2 separate regions of the Ovis aries genome follow, and region 2 is linked to region 1. Evidence: chromatin contacts called from public Hi-C data. All regions are on one chromosome and are shown on one strand. The core of a region is the stretch at or near the end of the contact, and the rest is flanking DNA. Distances in the headings are between cores, read along the strand shown. Region 1 holds the start of EEIG1 (estrogen-induced osteoclastogenesis regulator 1). Region 2 overlaps EEIG1 (estrogen-induced osteoclastogenesis regulator 1).

What was found. A called contact is a pair of places that touch in the nucleus more often than the background predicts.
Region 2: a contact with region 1 is called in a Hi-C map of hypothalamus, with 4 times the contacts expected there. The contact joins the enhancer-like site here to the promoter of EEIG1 in region 1. A contact is called at or near these places in 4 of 16 Hi-C or Micro-C datasets (blood, hypothalamus, muscle and 1 more).

The regions. Positions count from the first base shown.
Region 1 is chr3:8,243,039-8,246,995 of ARS-UI_Ramb_v3.0, forward strand. It overlaps EEIG1 (estrogen-induced osteoclastogenesis regulator 1), which reads left to right and starts at 2,029. Exons shown (of 11, transcript XM_027966400.2): 1 at 2,029-3,124. The coding sequence starts at 2,979. LOC132659551 (a long non-coding RNA gene) reads right to left here and starts at 1,859. Exons shown (of 2, transcript XR_009600096.1): 1 at 1-1,859.
Region 2 is chr3:8,275,994-8,279,950 of ARS-UI_Ramb_v3.0, forward strand. EEIG1 (estrogen-induced osteoclastogenesis regulator 1) reads left to right here. Exons shown (of 11, transcript XM_027966400.2): 7 at 1-72; 8 at 157-355; 9 at 800-921; 10 at 1,055-1,124; 11 at 2,490-3,957. The coding sequence ends at 2,535. Among named protein-coding and RNA genes, the nearest start is that of DPM2, 6.7 kb to the right of the region's middle. Within about 2 kb of position 1,883, at least 12 of the 54 cell types and tissues checked have an H3K27ac peak or open chromatin away from gene starts, as enhancers often do. A contact at or near this core is called in hypothalamus, where this site is marked.

The sequences.
Region 1 (3,957 bases), core at 779-3,278:
TACTAACATGCATCAGGGCCAGGACACTAACTCAGGTTTGTCTCACCCCAAATGCGGCATCCTGCCCTGGCACCTAGCTCTGTCCCAGGACCCATCTGGGAAATGAGGGAAAGGAAACTTCCTGGGTTCCCAGCCTCGATGCGGCAGAGAGATAAATACCCTACCGGAGCTAAGTCTGGCAGCCAGACCCACCCCGCTTCCTGTTGAAGTCTGAGGTTACTCGCGGTCACAGCTGAGAAGTCAGCCAGGGACATCCTTCACTAGCTCTCTCTGAAATCTCCTCCTGGGATCAGGTAGCCACAGGGCCTTCCCCTGTGAAAGGGGCCCAACCAGGATTAGTGAAGAAATTCCCACCTCATCACAGGCAGCACAGTTTAGCACTCTAGAGCCTGTGCTCTGGGGTCAAGACCCAAGTCAAGTAATTTAAACTCTCCAGATCTCAACTTCCCTGGCTGTAAATGGGAGCACATAATAGTACTGGGAGCTGCTGTTATCATTTTTCTCCTATCTGGCTAGCAGTGTTTTTGAAATTACAGGACAAACTGGAAAAAAGTAGAGGCTGCTCACCATGCTATGCCTGGGGATCAGGAAGAAATCAGAAACCTGAGTCCTGAGATACATTTCCCAACCTAACTCATCCCCAAGTCCACTTGACTCTGTCTCTTGAATGCCTCTCAGACCCCGGTTTTCCCTCAGTGCTGTGGTTCATTGTCATCACCTCTTGCCTGGATCGCCACAACAAGCCCCTCATCCCTGTTTCCCATCATCTCTTTTCCACACTCTCTATAATCAGAGCAAACGTCTTGCAACAAAAAGCAAATCTGTCTGGGTCACTTAAAACGTGTGTGTGGCTCCCCTCCTTACTCTGGTCTACAAGACTCTGCTAGATCCAGCCTCTACAGGCCTTCCCGCCCCACCTCTTGTCCCCTGCCTCCCTCAAAGAGCCACAGTGGAGCAGCATGCAGGTACCCACAGCTTTCTGCAGGCACTGCACTCTCTGGCTGCCAGGCCTCTTGAAGCTCCATCTGCCCGGGCCCTGCCTGGCTCAGGGAATGCATCCTGCCAGTGGCTAGGATAACTTTGTGAGGCCTTCTCTCTGAGTCCCCTTCCTCTCCATTCCTGCCAGCACTGAGCTTCCCCAGTTCCCTCTATGTCCCCGATCACTGTCCTTATTCACCAGATTTGTCTCTGCCTGGGTCCCTGTCTGCTTCTCCATCTGATCTTGAGCTTGGGAAGGTTGGAGATGGCGGGTCCACCAGGCTCACTCCTAAATGCCAGCCTGGCACACAGCAGATTGCCCCTGAACATTTGGGGACTGAATCAATGAACTGCAGTGTGGAAGGCCTGGAACCTAAAAAGCTCCCGAAGTGGTCTCTGCGTCCAGGGCAGTTAATGCAGTCTGGGAGATCAGCTATACTGGGTAAGATGCTAAGCAACAACAAAATGCTTAGATAGTAGCTTGGGACGGGAGAAGCTGGTTCTATCACCGGTTGCGTGATGAACTGCTTCAATTCACCCCCTTGGCGAAGGCTTTGCAGGCACTTCCCTCCTCGGTGCTGAGAACCAGGGATGTGAAGCCAAAGAGCTGCTCATGGTCTAGTTCCGGCCACCTCTCTGGGTGTGTTTTCTGAAAAATGAGACTCTACCTTCCGGGCCTAATCTAGTGGTCAACGAATTCAAGTCTGGGAGGACACTGGAGGGCCACTTCAGTCCTGGGGCTCATTTTATTTCTCTTCATTGTTTCTCCTTTTTTATTTGCTCACGCCCTCCTCCTAGCTTGCATGCCTGTCCCAGCATCCCGCCCCGCGACCTCCCACCGCCTTCTCAGGGCCCCTCTCCTAGTCCCTCCGCTCCGTCCTGATCGAGGAGGCGGGCCCAGATGGCCGACGGACCAATCCGAGCGCCACGATGTGCCTCGGCCTCCCGCGAGTCCCGCCCTACGCCGCCATCCGCCAATCACGCCCCGCAGCCGCCCCACCGGGCGGCCCAATCGTGGGCGGGCTGAGCCGCCGGCGCCCCGCCCCTCCCGCGCTCGGCGGAGGCTCCGCGGGCGGCCGCGCGGGGGTCTCGGCGTTCTCCCAGCGGCCCCGCGCAGCGTCGGGCTCTGGAGGCGGCGTCGGGAGCGCGGGCGGCAGCGTTGCTGTTCGCGGGGTGCGGGCCAGAGGCGGCGGGTGAGGCGGGCGCCACCGGCCGGCCGGAAGGGCGCTTCAGCTCCGCCAGGGACCGCGGCGCGGGACCCAGGACCAAAGAGGAGGCGGCGCCCCTGCTGCCTGGAGCCCGGCCGGCTGCCCGCCGGGAGGGGGCCGTGGCCGGACGTTCCCGGCCCGGAGCTCCCCAAAGCACCTCCCGGAGAGAGGGGGGCCCCCCCCGCCCCAGGCAGCGCTCTCGACCGCCCCCTGGGGGTGCCCTCGGCCTCCCCGGACTCACCTGCGCCGCTGCCTGGCACCCAGGTGCGGGGGCGTGGGCGCGGCGTGGGCGCCACCCCCGGCCGCCAGCGGGGCGGGGGCGGGGCCGCCCTCGGCCCTCAACCGGGCCGTCCGTCGCCTTCAGTCTCACCGGTCCGCCCGCCGCGCCTGGTCGCGCGGCGTGAGCTCTCCGGGGACCGCGGCTCTCGGGATGCTGTCCGCCGGCACGGCCGCTCGCGCGCCGCCCGCCACCCCTGCCCTTGACTCCTGGACCATGCCCCAATATTTACATGGCCGGTGAAGCCCCCGGCCACTCGGAACCCGTCCAAGCCCCAGCTCCGTGAGGGTGAAGGCTACCGGCCTGCGAACTGGACTGGTCGTTCTGACCTGGGGCTTCCGGACTCAGCTCCCCATCCGCTCTGCTGCCTCAGCCACCATCTGGGCGGGATCCGGCTCTGGTGTTTTGAGGAGGGGGTGTGGTGGTAGGAAAAAGAATCCTGGGGATTTCTGGCTCCCCCCGCTTTTTTTTTTTTTTTTTTGGCCTTCGGGGCTTCAGACTCAGGGAACTCGCTCATGGCTTTCTTGATGAAGAAGAAGAAATTCAAATTCCAAACCACTTTCACCCTGGAGGAGCTGACTGCAGTCCCCTTCGTGAATGGGGTTCTCTTCTGCAAGGTCCGGCTGCTGGATGGTGGGGACTTTGTCAGCTTGTCGTCAAGGTAGGAGCTCGAGCAGTCTTGCTTGGGTGCGGGGTGGGCGCAAAGATGTGTGCAGAGCGGGGTTTGAGGAGCGAATTCTAGCCACTTGGCAGGTGTGGAAGTGCCCCTTGGGTCCCAGAGGAGTCCTGGAGATTATGCGTGTCTGGGGCAGGTTTGCACAAGGCAGGACTGAGTGATCTGGGAGGTCTGGGCCTGAGGGAAGCTGGCAGGGTGCGGGGCACCCACCTGCTGGTGACCAGATGGATACCTGGGGCGGGTGTCTGTTCTTTCAGCCCCTTCTCGAGGCCTTGAACACACACAGCCCACAGTAGGCCCATTCTGCAGACTTGCAGGCAGAGCCCAGCAGAGTTTGGCCTTGAAGGGCTGAGAAGGGGAGAGTATTTCAGGGCATCTTGCACCCAGCTGGCCGCTCAGGCCCTTGCCAGCCACAGGTTCCCTGGCACTCCCTGACGCCCGGGAAGGTCCAGCCCCTGGGCACTCCGGGTCTGGCTGGAGGGTGGGGGCTGGATTTTGACCCGCCCAGCCCCCTCCGAGTGACCGTCCTCTTCTGGCTGGAGCTGGACTGCTTTGCATTGCAAATGCCCTTGTCACGGAGGCTGCTGCCCTCGCTGAAAGAAAGAGGCTCGGTCAAGTTTAGTTTTGTGTTCTTCCCCATCCTGCAGTCCCAGCCGCCCAGCTCATTGCTGAGAGCGGCCGGAGTTCCCAAGCTGTGCCCACTGCCCAGCACCGCCCCCCTCCCTGGGTCACATCATCCTGGAGTGTGACAGATGGGAGTTGGAGTCTCAGCTCGGCCACTTTCTGGGCCCAGTACTGGTCTCTCAGTCCCAGTTGTG
Region 2 (3,957 bases), core at 633-3,132, 33 kb after region 1:
GCCCCGAGGAGGTGTTCCACTCTGGGCACTCCCGCAACTCCAGCTATGCCAGCCAGCAGTCCAAGATCTCGGGTGAGCGCCTGCCTGCCCCCCCAAGCCCTTGGCCTCCCAGCCTCCCCGGCCGCCCCCATCATGACCTGCACCCCCACCACCCAGCAGGCTACAGCACAGAGCAGTCGCGCTCCTCGAGCCTCTCAGACCTGACACACCGCCGGAACACGTCCACCAGCAGCAGCACCTCGGGCGGCCTCAGCATGGCCGTGGAGGGGCCTGAAGGCAGCGAGCGCGAGCACCGGCCCCCTGAGAAACCACCACGGCCGCCTCGGCCTCCGCATCTGTCAGACCGCTCATTCCGGTAGGTCTCACCGCAAGTGCTGCTAGAGAGCAGAGCCCTCCGGTGGCTCCCGGAACCTCTGCTCCTCCACTTGTAACACAGGGACAAGTGGGCCCTGTCATCGTGGGGTGCATGGCCGTCAAACCAGCTGATGCTCCACGCTGGCTGCACCCGGCCTGGCGCGCGTGCCCAGTGGGCGGATGCTGCGGGTGGTCTGGCATACCCTGGGGCCAGCCTGCTTCCATGCTCTGTGGCCTCTTGGAAGCTGGCACTTAACTCCCCAGGGCCTCCGCGGCCTCCTCTCTAAAATCAGGTTGCAGCAGCATCCGTACTGTAGGGTTGATGTGACGGTTCAGTGAACACACTCTAGACCGTCTTCCATGTGCACTCGGAGGGTCCTGAGTGCAGTAGACGGGGACTGGGTCCTGTGGTCGTGTGACTGTTCTGACTCTCGCCCCACCCCAGGAGGAAGAAGGACTCGGTGGAGAGCCACCCGACCTGGGTGGATGACACGCGCATTGATGCTGATGACATCGTAGAGAAGATCATGCAGAGCCAGGACTTCACGGAAGGGAGCAATACCGAGGGTGAGCCGCCAGCGCAGGCGGGGTGCGGGGGTTGGTGCCCAGGGTGAGCAGCCAGCACTGACGGGGACAGTGCCTGGGGGCTCTCTGGCTTCGCTGCCCCATTCAGCTTCTATCTTCCCCTGTGTCCCCACAGACAGCAACCTCCGGCTGTTCGTGAGCCGTGATGGCACCACCACCCTGAGTGGTATCCAGCTGGCCAACAGGTAGGTGGGGGAAGGTTCTGGGCAGGTGACGAGTGTGGCTCTGGGCCCCCGTGGTGAGAGCGTGTGGCTTTTGCAGCCCATTGACCTAGCTTTGAATGCCAGCTCTTGTCCATGTGACTTCAGGCCAGTCATGTCTGTCTGAGCCGCAGTTGCTCCATCTGTCAAATGCTGTGGATCACACCACCTCACCCAGAAACCTGGGACAAACGCCCCAGGTTTGGTTTGGGAGGGTTCCGAGGAACCTTGGAAAATGCCTGACACAGGGCTTGCCACACAGCAGGGGCTTCATACATCTTTATTTTGGATTCTACTTTTCTTTCCCTTCCTCCTGGGCCTGGGAGCTCCTAAAAAATGATGATGATGACTCATGTATCTATTAAATGAATAGTTACTGTGCACCAGCTACGTTCCATGATTCTGAGCTAGGTGCTGGGGATACGGCAGTGAGCAACATAGATTTTTGCTTCATGATGTTCAGAGGCAAGCAGATGTGAGGATCAAACTTGTGGCTTGAACTCTGCCAGTATATAGAGTATCCTCTAAATCATTCATTTACAGCATGCTGGTCTGTGTGTGCCTGGCTCACTGAATGAATGAGTGGAGGAGCTTACCACCTGCAGGGCTGTGCTGAAGCCTTTACTCCTGGTTCTTGTGGGCCAGATGGGAAAGTGCCCATTTAACATCTAGGGCCAGAGCAGTAGGAGGCTTAGCTGGGTCACACTGGGGCCTCAGACCTGCCCTCTGGTGTTGCTCTGCTGACCTCTGCTGGCGGAGGCTCAAAATTGCAACTGCCATCTTTGTGTGGCCTAGGCTGCCCTTAGTGGGGTGGGCAAAAAGAAAACAGAGGGCACTTCTTGGGGCTTTGTGACACCCCTCTCCAGCCCCCTCTGAGGATGAGGAAACTGAGATTGAGCAAGGTTACTGCAGAGCTGTATACTGCGCCCCGAATGACTACAGCCCTTCCGGTGGGCCTGGCCTTGGCTGGGAGAAGAGCTGATCAAGCTTCCCGACCTTCTGCTGCACTTTTGGCAAGCCCTGTACTCTCTCTGAACTTCAGTTTCTTTATCTGTCAAGTGGGGCTGGCTGCAGATCCTCTCTGCCTGAATTGCTGTGAGGATGGGCACAGCACACCCCAGCATGTGAGCTGCTGGTACCCAGGGGGGCTTGGGCATGGTCTGTGCAAGCTCTGTGATCCCACAGGCTCAGGTACATAACATCTGTGTTACCCTGGGCAGGTGACTCAACTTCTCTGAGACTCAGTTTCTCTCTGCAAAATGGGGCCAGTTAACAGTGCTTGCGAAGTACCTCCCAGGGCTGGCCCAGAGGACCATCAGGGAGGACAAGCTGACCTGTTTCTCCCCACAGGGTCTCCTCTGGGGTCTACGAGCCAGTTGTGATTGAAAGCCATTGAGGAGCAGGTGCCCCGGCTGGAGAAGGGCCCTGCCTTCACGGACGTCCAGACCCGCGTCATTCCACAAGGGACCTTCCCCTTCGGATCACCATCCGTGCTGCCTCTCATCTGTGCCTCCTCCATGCACTCCAGCCCCAAAGCATCATTCCACTGACCTCCCATTTATGCTGGGACGCTCATGGCCCGCAAGGGCCCCGGGCACCACTGTGAATATTCTCCTCTGAACCACTAGGGAGCAGGACACATGGGCCCGTGAAACAGGTGGGCAGAGACCCATGGTGGGCACTGCCCCTCTGAGACCCACCTGGGCCCTCGGCGAGGACATTCAGTAGTTCCTGCACATGCAGGGAGGCTGGTGGCCGAGGGGCCTCTTGTCCTGTGTCCCCGTTCACTCCAGGAGCGCTGGCTCAGCCCTGGCAGGGCCTCGCTCCATTGCCCCCTTGTCCTTGGCGGGGCAGTTCACCCCCCGAATCCTGCCACCACGGCCCTCTGACTGCTTAGTGCTTCAGCTGTCACTCCTCTGCGTCCCGGGGGACCTGCTGGCGGCCTCCTCCGGGAAACCAAGACCTCAAACCCCACCCGCGCTCTGGATTGAGACCCCCCTCCCCCGCAGCGAATGTTCTCCTGCTGCCCCGGCAGCCTGCACTTTGCACACGCTTGTCTCCAGCACAGCACGCTGGCCCTCGCCTGCCCGTCCACTGAGCCCTTCCCAAGGATCCCTGGGCCCTGCCTGCTGTGCAGTCAGCAGCCCTGCCCTTGCAGCCCGGCTGGAACGTGGCACCGCCCCTGCCCCTCCCTGCTCTCTCCGGTTGGCTCCAGCTCAGGCCTGAGCCCCCTGCTGAGAAAGGTCTGAGCCTGAGCTTCGGTTCCCCTCTGCCCGGGGCTGGGTCCTGGGCAGCTGGCGTCCGTTAAGGAAGCCAGGAAAGGTGCCTCCCAAGGCCCTGGAGGTCAGCAGCCCGGCTGGGCTGGGTTTGCCAAGCCAAGCGCCCTTTCTCTCCCCTCAGGCTCAGCTGGCCCAGGCCGGGGCCGATGCTGGAGAGGCAGATGGGCTGTAGCTGGACTGGCCTGGAGCTGGCTTCCTGGCCAGAAAAGCCTCAGCCAACTTCTGAAAACATGCCCTCTCTGGGCAAAGGAGAGGGTGGCGGGGGTGGGGGGGCATCCATTAAGGGGGTTTCCCAGTGGGGAGCAGTCTGGCCCTGCCCCTGCCCCTACCCCTTGCTATACCCTCTGCTCTCAGCACTTTCCCCTGGCCTTGTCCTGTTACTTGCTTGAAGGTGGGTTCTGGCTGCCCGCCGGTCCCTGGACAGACTCCCCGACACTCTAACTTCCACTCATTTTGTATAAACCCAGCAGGCTGGTGTTTACGTAGCCCCATACCTTTTTCCTTTTCTTTCCTGATTGTTTTTTTTTCTTTTTTTTTTT